Linked DNA regions of Capra hircus: region 2 is linked to region 1. A link is a contact called in public Hi-C data. All regions are on one chromosome and are shown on one strand. The core of a region is the stretch at or near the end of the contact, and the rest is flanking DNA. Distances in the headings are between cores, read along the strand shown.

Region 1 (6,331 bases), core at 661-3,160:
GATCTGCCTTGTACCACCAGGCCTGTAGCTGGGCCACCGACTCACCCAGGGTCTCCACCCCGAACTCGTCTTGGAAGACCTGGTCCACGTCCATGCAGAAGAGGAAGTCAACCTCACGCTGGATGTGGGCCACGATGTGCTCCCCGATGGTCTTCATGCGCACCATGCTGACGTCCTGCCACCTCCTCTCAGGCTTGACCTCAAACACTTTGAAGGAGCGCAGAGGGCCCAGCTCTATCAAAGGCATCCTGGAGACGTCGTCCACCATGACGTAAAAGATGACTCGGTGGCCAACCATGAAGTGCTTATTAGCAGATGTTAAGAACTCCTCCAAGTAATGCTCAATGTATCTGAAACAAAGAAGAATGGGATAAACGTAACCTCTGGGACTTCTGCAGGTTTCTCCGGTGGGTCAGTGGTAAAGACTCAGCCTGCAATGCAGGAGACGAGGGAGGTGCGATTCGAACACTGGGAAGATCCCCTGGAGGAGGAAATGGAAACCCACTCCAGTATTCTTGCCTGGAAAATTCCATGGACGGAGGAGCCTGGCAGGCTACAGTCCACAGGGGTCTCAAAGAGTCGGACAAGACTGAGCGGGTGAACACACACACTGGGATTTGCTGTACTATTATTTCTGGCCGCTCTCCACCACACAGTCACTCAACTTTGAGGAGATAAAGTGACTTACCTGATGATTCTGAAAGGTGACCAGGCAGGCCAGCCCCTCCTCTCTCACTCTTGGAAGCCAGTCAGGTGGAGAGAACATGTATTCACAACTGCTCTGGGCCCTACAGTGTAGCTAAATGATACAGGCCCTTCTCCAACATCCAGACACCTGCAGTTTCTCGTGCTATGGATGAAGGGTGCCTACGTCTTTCTAATTCTGTGGTTCAACATCAGGAGGCCCAGGGCCTTCAGCTTTATAACCCATATTCTTCAATATCAGCTTTCACCGCAGTGAAGATGATCATCACTACCATCTACCTTATTTATCCCTTTGTCTTATTTATCAGTTGGTTCAGACTCTGGGTAGGCGAAAGTGTGCTAGTCCTTTTTTGGTACTGTTTTATTGAGATATAATTGACATATAGCATAGTTTAAGTTTAAGATGTCCCAAGTGTTGATTCGGTATATTCATCTATTACAAAAGGGCTTCCCAGATGGCTCAGTGGGCAGAGAATCTGCCTGTGATGCAAGAGACGCAGGAGATGCAGGTTTGACGCCTGGGGTCAGGAAGATCCCCTGGAGGAGGGCATGGCAATCTGCCCCAGTATTCCTGCCTGGAAAATACCATGGACAGAGCAGCCTGGTGGGCTACAGTCCATACAGTCACAAAGAGTCAGACATGACTGAAGTGGCTGAGCATGAAGCACACATATGTCACAAAATTACCACCACTGTAGCATTAGTTCGGAGAAGGCAATGGCACCCCACTCCAGTACTCTTGCCTGGAAAATCCCATGGACGGAGAAGCCTGGTAGGCTGCAGTCCATGGGGTCGCTAAGAGTCAGACATGACTGAGTGACTTCACTTTCTCTTTTCACCTTCATGCATTGGAGAAGGAAATGGCAACCCACTCCAGTGTTCTTGCCTGGAGAATCCCAGGGACGGGGGAGCCTGGTGGGCTGCCGTCTATGGGGTCGCACAGAGTCGGACACGACTGAAGCGACTTAGCAGCAGCAGTAGCATTAGTTAACACCTTCATCGCATCACATAATCATCATTTCTGTTTTGGGGAGAAGATTTGAGATTTATTATCTGAATAACTTTATAAATATAGAAAACAATATTATTAACAATAACCACAATGCTTTACATCAGATCCCCAGAACTTGCTCATTTTATAACTGGAAGGTTGTACCCTGTGATCAACATCAGGTGGCGCTAGTTCTCAGGCATCTCTCAGAAACCCCAACATCCACTCCAATGTTATCCTGCCCTACCAGATGAAAGGGTGGCACGCCTCTTAGGTCCTTTGGGGATGCCTTAAGACTAAGCATCGCCACTCTCTTCTCCTTCTCTGGGACCCAGAGAATGGGTTATGGGGGACATGAATATCCTTCCACATTATACATTCACTTTGAGAATTTTCTAGTGGTTACGCCAAACACCAATACATTATCCAGCTACCACCATTATAAGACCCATCCAAATACCAGAGCAAACACCCTCTGATTTAAACTTATTTTAACTATCTCATTTCCTTTCCTAAAAAAAGTTCACTCTTGGTTGTGTGTATTCTATGGATTTCGACAAATATATAATGACAAGTATTTTTCACTATGTATGATATCATACAGAGTATTTTCACTGCCCTAAAAATTCTGTATTCTGCCCATTCATCCATTCCCCTTTGCCGACCCTTGGCAACTACTGATCTTTTTACTGTCTCCATAGTTTTGCCTTTTCCAGAATGTTACGAGGTTGGAATCTGACAGCAGGCAATCTTTTCAGAATGGTTTCTTTTACTTAATAATATGCATTTAAGGTTCCTCTATCTCTTCCATGGCTTGATAGATTTTGTGTTTTTTGCACTGATAATATATTCTACCACCTGACGTACCACAACAGTTTATTAATCCATTCACCTACTAAAGGACATCTTAGTTATGTCCAAGTTTTAGAAACTATGACTAAAGCTGCGTTTAAACATCTGTATGTAAGATTTTGTGTGGCTATAAAGTTTCAGCTTTTTTTGGTGAATACCAAGGATGCAATTGCTAGACTGTATGATAAGAATATGTTCAGCTTTCTTCCAAAGCGGCTGAACCATCTTGCCTTCTCGCCAGCAGTGAATCAGAGTTCTGCTTGCTCCATATTTTTGCCAGCAGTTTGTGTTGTCAGTGTTTTGGACTTAGGTCCTTCTAACAGATGTGGTATTTTAGCTATTTACTTATTTATTCCAAAAACATGTTCATGTCTTTTGTGAGCCAAACTACACACTTATCATGTGACAGCGTGGGGATGATAGAGAAGGAAAGAGGGAGTTGGCTTAACACAACTTGCATCACCCCCAGACTCATGCTCAGCGGATGTGGACTAAGTTTAATTTACTGATCACACTCACGGCCAGTTATGACATTTTGTGAGTAATAATAACTGGCATTTGTTTTTGCTCCTTAGTTGCAGTTTGGATTCCCATTTGTTTCTACAAAAATAAACTGTGGTTTTAATATTGGTCTCTGGAAAAACCCCGGGGTTTACAGTAGAATATATCTGAGCAATATGAAGAGGGACTTTGCCATGGCTCTGAAAAAAAAATCTATTGTGCCCTGAAGCTTGGAAGACAATCCTAGGGGGAGGGGAGGGGGCCCTTGTGAGGGTTAACATTATTTAGAGATGAAAGCATTGCAATTGGCTCCGGGCACTATTATTTGAAAACAAACCAAACATCACACCTCCTAAAAGTCCAGATCCACTCTTGGGAGGATTTATTGCTGCAGAGTACAAGCAGTCCCCTCCTGCCTCCAAGAGGAGAGCTCAGGGTGTACAATTTACTGTTTGGTTCTGTGAAGCTGCGAATACGAGGGTGAAGCCATCGTGGAACCGCTGGCCACATTCTGTTCTTTGTGGAAACATCAGGAGTAAATCAGTCTACAGGGTGGCTGGCTCGTCCCCTCTCATACCAAAGGATGAGGTGAGCTAAGCATCTGCTCCAGACTCATAACAGTACAGATTCTTCCAGTAAAAATGTCAAAATTCCAGAGTCACCCTTCTCCATCAGAGATGCCCCTGGGATCAGCACAGGTGGTGACATCAGGACTTGACCAGTAGGGTGAGGGCGATGGCTTCCGGGCTCTGGGCTGGGGACGGTCTTGGAAGTGAAGACGCACAGATCCTCACTCAGATCCACCCGGGCCTTCACCGCTCTCTGTACAAGCGAGCAGTCAACTTCCCATGTGGCGCTCGGAAAAGATACAGATGGGAAGGCCCGTGGAGGGGGGTTGCAGGGAGGAGGCTAATAGGAAAAGTAAACCTTTGCTTTCGTTTTGATAAAGAAAAAAAAAAATCACCAAAGGAACAAAATGGGTTATATTTTAAACTATTATCACAGCTCCAACTTTTAAGTAAGAATGATTGCAGTTTGGGGAGAAATGTCGTTCTAAACAAGGAACTGGAAGCAGAAACAGGAACCCATCCAACCTCTGGAAGAAGAAGTTCTGGTTGGCCAGATCTCCGGGGGCCAAAGCCTCTAGGAGGAGAAGGGCAGAGGCAGCTGCGGAAGCCTGGGGAGAGTGGTCAGCCAGGCTGACGTGGGGAAGCTCCGCGCTTAGTCACTTCTGTCCTTAGTTCTCAGTTGGGGTCTTGAGTGTGTGGGAGAAACAATGACACACGTTTGGGCTGTCTAATAGCTGGCATTTTTGGAATTCCCAGAGAGGGCCGTGGAGGTCAGAGTGGAGGCGGCGCTGTGTGTGCTGGAAACTCCAGGCCCAGTGAGTGTGGCAGACACTCTAACCTGCAACCGAGGCCTCGCTCAGGTGGGAAGCTGTCCACTCCCATCCACTGTCTTGTTCTCAGGCTCTTGGGGCCTCAGCTAAAAGGAGCCTGAAACAGTCCTATTGCTCCATTCTCCTGTCTAATGATTCAGACACATCCAGGAACAGCCTCCATGAGCCCAGGGAGCCCCTCACCAACCTTCTGACAGTGGGACAAAGGAAAAGTCAAGGTTATTTTTATTAGCGACACCTACCTTCCGACGGCGAAAACCGTCAGGCCGACGGTAATTTTCTGCTTGGCGTAGTAATCGTCTAAGACGGCTCGGTTGTAAGTGCCTTCCCACACCACGGGCGCCTTCCAATCTGTCATAGTCACAACCTCGGGGCGTTTACTGGTGACAAAACAGAGTCCATGAGTCAGGATGGCCTTGCTAAGGTGGGACGGAGACATCTGATGGAAAACGGCTCAGCCGTGGCTGGTGGTAACCATCCTTGAATCCTAATGGGAGTTTAACCCCAACAGTCAGCTGGCAGTGAGACATCTGCGGCATCTTCTGGGTGAGGAACAGGAGACGGTGGCCCAGGTGCCTGGGGGCTGCTTTAGCGGGGGCCCTAGGGGGGTCTTACCTGTATAGCTCATGCCCTCTGTCCCCCTTTCCTGCCTCCCCTATCCTCATCTTCCTTCAATATCCCACTCCCATCTCCCCAGCCCCTTCCTAAGCTGCCAGTGGCATCTTTAGACCTTATTTATCCCAATGGGTGCCATCTGACCCAGAGAAAGCCCTGATGCCTGACGCAGAGGGACAAGACAGTGACATTAGAGATGAAAGAGGAAGAAGCTGTTTCAATCTGCCTTTTGCCAGAAAGGAATTTTTGGTTGTAACCTGGGTATAGGACTAAGGGGTTTCTGGTGTTATTGTTCATTTGACATACAAGGAGCAGACAGTCACTAAGAAAGGATCCTGCAGGCTCACAGTAGCCAGGGATGAAACACGGGGACCCTGGCTGTCACCTCTCTCAGATCACGTCTCCTCCTTACAAAGCCGGGGGTGGGGGAGGGGAGTGTTCTGTGCACTCAGCACACTTGAAAGGGACTTGGCAGAGCCAACACAAACACAGGAAGCAATGTAAGAGCGAAGACAAACCAACCAACTATAAAGAGTAAATGCAGAAAGGCTGAGCAGAGGCTGGGGCCCAGGCTAAGGCGGGAATGGGGTGGGGACTCAGCTCCAACCCCATTTGGGTTTGCAAGAGACTGCCCTTCCCTGGCGGGAAGTGGAGACTGAAGCACAGTCATTTAGAGCAACCCCTGTCACACAAGGGCCCCGCCATGTGCCTGCACTTCAGCCACTGCGGGGAGAGGCCCAGTGACTGGGGCAAAGTCTTGGTGGCCCCATCGGGCCCCTGCTGTGTGCAAGTGGCCTTGGTGAGGCTATCAAAGAGATGTTGGCAAATAGATCAGCCCTCTGAGAACTTCCTCTCTCCCTCACACATGGGTGGAGAGTGGGTTTTCACAACACTGCCCCTCCGCCAGGGGTGAAGCTAAGTTTTTCCAGGGGGGCTGGGCAAGGCCTGGTCACCTCCTCCTCACCCCAGCCCCCAAGAGACACTCGTCCACACCTCCTGTCCTTCCACCACCAAGCTCTGCGGTCCTCCTGTTCTAGAACCAACCAGGCCCTCCCACCCACTCCCAGTGCCCCGCGGCAGGCCTGCTTCCCTCCTCCACACACAGGAGTCTCCTCCAGAGGTGGGGAGGGACAGTGCCGGGCCGGCCCTCCCCTCCGGGTCTCGTCTCAAACCCCACAGCCCAGCTCTACCTGCACCCCCCCGGGTGTGCCAGCGGCTTGGCGGCCCTGGACAGCTGCTCCCGGTTTCCCCTCAATTGTGAAAGCAGC
Region 2 (6,473 bases), core at 3,161-5,660, 120 kb after region 1:
ATTGAAGTGGCTGTCTTTCCTCGTTGTATATTCCTGCCTTCTTTGTCAAAGATTGACTGCTCATATAAGTATGGGTTCAGTTCTGGACTCTCTGTTCTATTCCATCCATCTATGTGTCTATTTGTGTGCCTACTGTTTTGATTACTGTGAGTTTGCAGTATAGCTTGAAACCAGGGAATGTGATACTTCCAACGTTGTTCTTCTCCCTCAAGATTATTTTGGCTATTCAGGGCCTTTTGTATTTCCGGACTAAAGTTTTAGAATTGTGTGTTCTAGTTCTGTGAAAACGTGCCTTTGCCATTTCAGTAGGGATTGCCTTGAATATGTGTATTGACTTTTACCTCCTTAGTTAGATTTATTCCTATGTATTTTACTCTTTTTGAAGCAATTATGAATGGGATTGTTTTCTTAATTTCCTCCTAATCATTTGTTATAAATATATAAGTATCATAGATTTCTGTGTATTTTTATCCCATGACTTCACTAAATTCATTGATGAGCTCTAGCAGTATTTTGGTCCCATCTTTAGGATATTCTTTGTGTAGTATCATGTCATCTGCAAATAGTGGCAGTTTTATTTCTTTCTTTCCATTTTGAATTCCTTTTATTTCTTTTTCTTGTCTGATTGCGGTGGCTAGGACTTCTAATACTATGTTGAATACAAGTGACAGAGTTTTTCTTGTTTGCATTTCAAATTGGAATGCTTCTATTGACATATTTTGAGACTCATCAATTCTTTCTTTGGCTGTATCTAGTCTACTGATACGCCTATCAAAGGCATTCTTCATTTTTGTTACAGTGATTTTGATTTCTAGCATTTCCTTCTGAGTCTTAGAATTTCTTCCTCTGCTTACATTATTTATCTGTTCTTACATGCTGCCTACTCTTTCCATATTAATCCCCTTAATATGTTAATCATAGCTTCAAATACTTTATCTGACAAGTCCAAATCTTGCATTATATTTGAGTCTTGGTGTGATGCTTGCTTTGTCTCTTCATACCAGGCTGTTTTGTGTCCTTTGGCAAGGCTTGTAATTTTTTGTTGAAAGCTGGCCATGAGGTATCTGGTACTAGGAACTGAGGTAACCAGGCTTTTAGTGTGAAGTTTTATGTTAACCTCGCTAAAAGCAGGGCTGTCTTTCAGGTTTGCTGCAGCCATAGGTGCCAGAGGCTTCAGTTTCTTCTAGTTCCTTGCTGTTTTCTCTCCTATTGTCTTTGAGTCTCCCTAAGAAGTCTATCTTAAATAGCATCTTTGTCTTGCAGCTCTCTAAACAATAGTTGACCTGTTGACGTGTGCTATGGCACTGGGGAGGGAAGCATTCTGTAGTCTTACGATTAAATCCCAGTTGTTTGTTCCATTTTTGTAGTGTGCCTGAGTGGCTGGGCTGTGACTTTATTCTGCCTGCCAATGCAAGAAACACAAGAGACTCAGGTTTGATCCCAGGGTCAGGAAGATCTCTTAGAGGAAGAAATGGCAACCCACTCCAATATTCTTGCCTGGAAAACCCCAAGGACAGAGGAGCCTGGAGGGCTACAGTCCATGGGATCTCAAAGAGTTGGACATGGCTGAGCACACGTGCACTGCATAAGTTCCTGAACTGTGAGCTTCTTAGCTCCTCCCTCACTCCCATTTAAGACAGGACGTCTGCCCTTTACCAAGATCAGATAAGACTCTGTAAAGCAGTTTTCCTTGGAGGCAGACCTTTGTTACTGACAAATGTGTTGTGCTTTCATGCTCAGTTGGGTCTGACTCTTTGAGACCCCATGGTACTAGAGCCTGCCAAGATCCTCTGTCCACGGGGTTCTCCAGGCAAGAACGCTGGAGTGGGTTGCCATTTCCTTCTCCGGGGGATCTTCCCGATCCAGGGGTTGAACCCACAGTGGCAGTGGGATGCAGTGGGATGCACTGGCATCTTTATCATTGGCACCACACGGCTCCCTTACAGACAGAGACCTAGGTGTATTTGAAAAGTGGTCAATTCCTTCCCTGTTGCTCATTGGTAAAGAATCCACCTGCAACGCAGGAGACTTGGGTTTGATCCCTGGATTGGGAAGATCCCCTGAAGAAGGAAATGGCAACACACTCCAGTATTCTTATCTGGGAAATTCCATGGACAGAGGAGTCTGGCAGGCTAATGGCAGGGTACAGTCCATGAGATCACAAAAAAGTCAGACTTGACTTAGCGACTAAACAACAGTGACTCTTCCTCTGCTCCTTCTAGAAGTGAGAGAGAATTTCTCTCTAGCCTTCTTTGTGAGAACCTGGAGATAAAACCTGGAGCTAAAGCCCACATATATTTTATCTAGGAATTTTAAACTCTCAACGTGGTCCACACTGAGCCTCCAGCAATCTATCAGTTACCATCAGGAGTGCTCCTGCCCATTACGGCTCCAGAGGCTCCCCTGGGGAGGCTTATCAGGTTGTGATTCTGTGTTTTCCCCCTGAGTCCAGTTTTTCAGGAAGGGTGTGCCCTGTGAACTCAGTTCTCTGTTGGACCCAAGATTTGCAGTTTCTTCAGTTTGGTCTTCCTGCAAGGCTGGAAATGATACCTCCTGAGGTCTTTATGTGTTGAAGTTGGAAATGAAAGGCTGTGTGTATACATGTAACTTTTAAAAAACACTTCTTAAATGTCATCCTAAACATTTTCGGTTATTATCATTTGCAAACTGACAGACTCCTGTCCTCAAGGCGCTCACAATTTGGAAGCAGGTGGCAGAGAGAGTCTGTCATCAATTTTGGAAAATTCTCAGCCATTCTTTCTTCCAAAATCTCTCCTCCTCCTTTGCCTCTTTCTTCCCTTTTGGGATTTTCATTACACATGTGTTTGACCTTTTGTAATTGTCCTACAGTTTCTGGGTTGTTTTCTTTTTTCTTTTCTCTCTCTCTTTTTTTTTTTTTTTTTTGAGCCCATGGCTTGTGGAATCTTAGCCCCCACCAACCAGGAATCAAACACGGGCCCCTGGCAGTGAAAGCACCAAGTCTTAACCACTGGATCACCAAGGAATTCCTAGTTTTGAATATTCTGTTCCCTTAATTTTTTTCCCATTCTTTTTTTCTCTTTGCATGACAGTTTGAGACATAAATAATGACATCAATAAATAAATGGGATGAAGAGTAAGGAGTGCTGAGAAATGTCCCAAGAATGTCTATGGGGGACCCTGCTCCACCAAGGTGGAAGCTGAGTCAGCATAGACCACATGGCCACAGTGCCCATTCCTCTGGGATCTGAAGGGTGCTGGGACAGAGAAAGAGGCAAACTGGAGGAGGCAGGAGGCCCTGGTTTCTCCAGCTCCCGGCCAACCGCTTTGTCCTCTAGCCTTGTGCCTCTCTGTTTAATTGTCCTCACCTTTAGCTTGCTTTGTCAGCTCCTCTGTGCTCACCTGGGCTATTGATTCACAGTGGAGATGCTGAACGGAGCCAGAGCGGGGGTGGAGAGTGGGCTCTAACAGCCCTCCTCCTCGAGACTGGTTAGTGATACCCTGTTAGTGACGCTGGGAAGAAAGAAAGCTGCCAGGAGCGCTCTGGTCCCAGCATCCTGCAGCCACCAGCCTTGAGCAAGGCAAGCGAAGGCCGGAGCCGCATCCTATTTGCTGCTGTGTGCCCTTGCATGTGTTAGCCACACTTCTTTGACAGCATATGCTGTGAGATAAACATTATTATCCCCACTTTGTTGTTTAGTCGCTAAGTTGTGTCCAACTCTTTGCAACCCCATGGATTGCAGGACTCCAGACTTCCCTCACTCTCTCCCAAAGGTTGCCCAAATTCATGTCCATGGAGTCACTGATGTTATCCAACCATCTCATCCTCTGCCACTCTTTTCTCCGTTTGACTTCAATCTTTCCCAGCATCAGGGTCTTTTCCAGTGAGCTGGTTCTTTGGATCAGGTGGTCTAAGTATTGGAGCTTCAGCTTCAGCATCAGTCCTTCCAATGAATATTCAGAGTTGATTTCTTTGAGGATTGACTGGTTTGGTCTCCTTGCTGTCCCCACTTTACAGACAAGAAAATGAGGCACCAGGGGAGGGGGTGTGCTCATCTGGCCTTTCTGCATGGCGCTCGAAAGGGTCAGGACTGGGATTCAAAGCCAGGGTCCCAACTTTAAGGCCAAGCTCCCTCCCCTTTACCCCCACAGGGGCAGGCAGGCCCGGTGTGAGTGAGCCTTGCGCTCTATGACCTCTGCTGTCAGCATCTGACCCCTAGATGCACAGGCGAGTGCTGCGGGGGATGGCAAGGCAGGCCTGATAGAAATCTGGCTCACCGCCTCCATTGTCTCAGCATCTTGTAATCTAGTCCTGGGCAGGGGGCTACGGGTGGAGGCCACTTTTCATGGGAATTCAAGCAAGGGAGGAGTGTGAACCAACAGACTGGGACCCAGGCCAAGAGAGCAGAAAGAAAGCTGGGGCCTCAGCCAAGGCTCCAGGCCCCCGGGAGCCTCCAGCTGGATGGGGCCATGCGGGCTGGTCCAGATGTGGGTCACAGAGTTGCTGACGGCTCCTTGTCGGCAACAGAGAGAAAAAGAGCCAACTAAGGGGACAAGCCAGCCGATGAAGTGCTGCCGTCCAGGGAAACGGGCCTCTGGCCACTCAGGGAAGGAGCCAAATCTATTCTGAGGAAGGCTTCCCAGGTGGCCCAGTGGGTAAAGAATCCGCCTGCCAATGCAGGAGAAACAAGAGACGTGGATGCAGTCTCTGGGTTGGGAAGATCCCCCTGGGGGAGGAAATAGCAACCCACTCCAGTGTTCTTTCCTGGGAAAATTCCATGGACAGTCCACGGGGTCGCTAGGAGTCAGACACAACTGAGTGAGTGAGCAGCAGTTATGAGGGAGCAGAGAGCCTTCTTAGAGGAGGGAACCCCAGGGGTGAGCAGAGGCTGGTCAGGGCAAGAAGGGAACAGGGCCTTTCGGGGTGGGGGCAGCAGGTAAGAAGAGCTTATTGGTGAGAGCTGTCTCTTCCAGCTGAGGAGTTCAAGTTCAAACAGTTCGGTCTAGCCTGAGAGTCAGATGTGAAATACAGCATAGCAAGAAATGAGGTTGGGGTGTGGAAAGGATCCAGATGCCAGATAGTAAGTGGGACATACTTACACTTAAACAAAAAAAAAAAAAAAAAAAGATTGTTTATCTGAAATTCAAATTTAACTGGACATCCTGTATTTTGTGTGCTAAATCTGGCAACTCTAGCCTTGGGGGCCATTTGGACTTAATTCCTAAGTCGTGGGAGCCATTAGCAGCTTGGTGAAATTTGCTGTTTAACAGGAGGTGAGCAGTAGTGTGGAATGCAGGGGACAGGGAGACCAGTGAAGAGAAGCTTTAGGGGTGAAGTGTGGATGGGCACGGAGAGATTTATTAGAGAGGTAAAGTAGTAGAACTTGGTGAGCAGTTGAGTGTGGAAACAGAAAACAGGATGGTCAAGGATGACACCCAAGTTTCTGGGCAACTAAACAGAAGATGGTGGCCTTTCCTAGGAAGAGAAACAGATTCAGGAGGAGGGAAAAGCCAAGGCCAGCTTTTGACATAAGGCCTCTCAAGAAGAGGGGTCTGGGACACAGCTGGAGATGGGATCTGGATCCACGTGAGGGATCAGGGCAGGGAGCCAGCATTTGGAAATGATCAGCTTTTGGAGGGAAACCTCTGAATTTGTGGGGAGGGAGGAAGCCCTCAGGGAAACTCTCTAGGGTAAGAAGGAATGGGGGCTGAGAAGGGACCCCTGAGAAATAATAATATTTCAGAGGAAGCAGAGGGAAGAGAAGCCAGAAAATTAGATCCAGAGGCTTCGGCAGAGGTTTGGAGAAACACAGGAAGGGTCTTCATGACACTGTGTCCCCCCAAGAATCTAAGGCAGGACAGAGTCAAACAAGAACAAGCTTGAGAGGGTCAAACGTTACCAAGCCGTTAAGTCATGTGAGAACAGAAAGTGATCCTGTAGACCTGGTCCTAGAGACCCAGGGAGTGTGCTCCAGGGATGGGCAGGGGCAGAAGCCAGGTAGGAGGGGGTGAGGACACAGTGGGAGGCAGGACTTTGATTGACAGCCACTTGGACATGGTATCAGCCCAGGTATCTGCCCTCTGTCCCTCCTCAGGCCCTGAAACTGACAGTGAAGGGTAAGAGCAGGTATAAACCAGCTCATGATCACAACGAAGCTGGGACAGGAGCACAGCAGAAAAGAAGACCTCAACAAACCTTTGGAAGAAGGGATGCTAACAGAGAGGTAGCTACAATCTGAAATGCATGCAGAGGGATTTCTCTGGTGGCTCAGTGGTTCAGGCTTCACTGTTCCACCGCAGGGGACTCAGGTTCCCTGGAACTAAGATCCCACAGGCCGCAGGGTGTGACCGAAAGAAAAAAATTAGGAAAAAATGAAGTGCCCTCAGAGAAGAGACAAAGGAGGAGACAGTCAGTTTGTCCTGAGCATCCCAGAGGCTCAGGTCATGGAGGGGCCAGGTCTGGTGGGAAGCCTAGACGCAGAAAGATGTCTCTC

Evidence for each region. A called contact is a pair of places that touch in the nucleus more often than the background predicts.
Region 2: a contact with region 1 is called in a Hi-C map of blood, with 4 times the contacts expected there. The contact joins two enhancer-like sites. A contact is called at or near these places in 2 of 5 Hi-C or Micro-C datasets (both in blood).

Annotation. Positions count from the first base shown.
Region 1 is chr11:91,922,186-91,928,516 of ARS1.2, forward strand. It overlaps LOC102168270 (N-acetyllactosaminide alpha-1,3-galactosyltransferase), which reads right to left. Exons shown (of 7, transcript XM_018055705.1): 6 at 4,691-4,828; 7 at 1-350. Among named protein-coding and RNA genes, the nearest start is that of DAB2IP, 150 kb to the right of the region's middle. Within about 2 kb of position 1,911, at least 3 of the 5 cell types and tissues checked have an H3K27ac peak or open chromatin away from gene starts, as enhancers often do.
Region 2 is chr11:92,037,646-92,044,118 of ARS1.2, forward strand. No RefSeq gene overlaps it. Among named protein-coding and RNA genes, the nearest start is that of DAB2IP, 31 kb to the right of the region's middle. Within about 2 kb of position 4,411, at least 3 of the 5 cell types and tissues checked have an H3K27ac peak or open chromatin away from gene starts, as enhancers often do.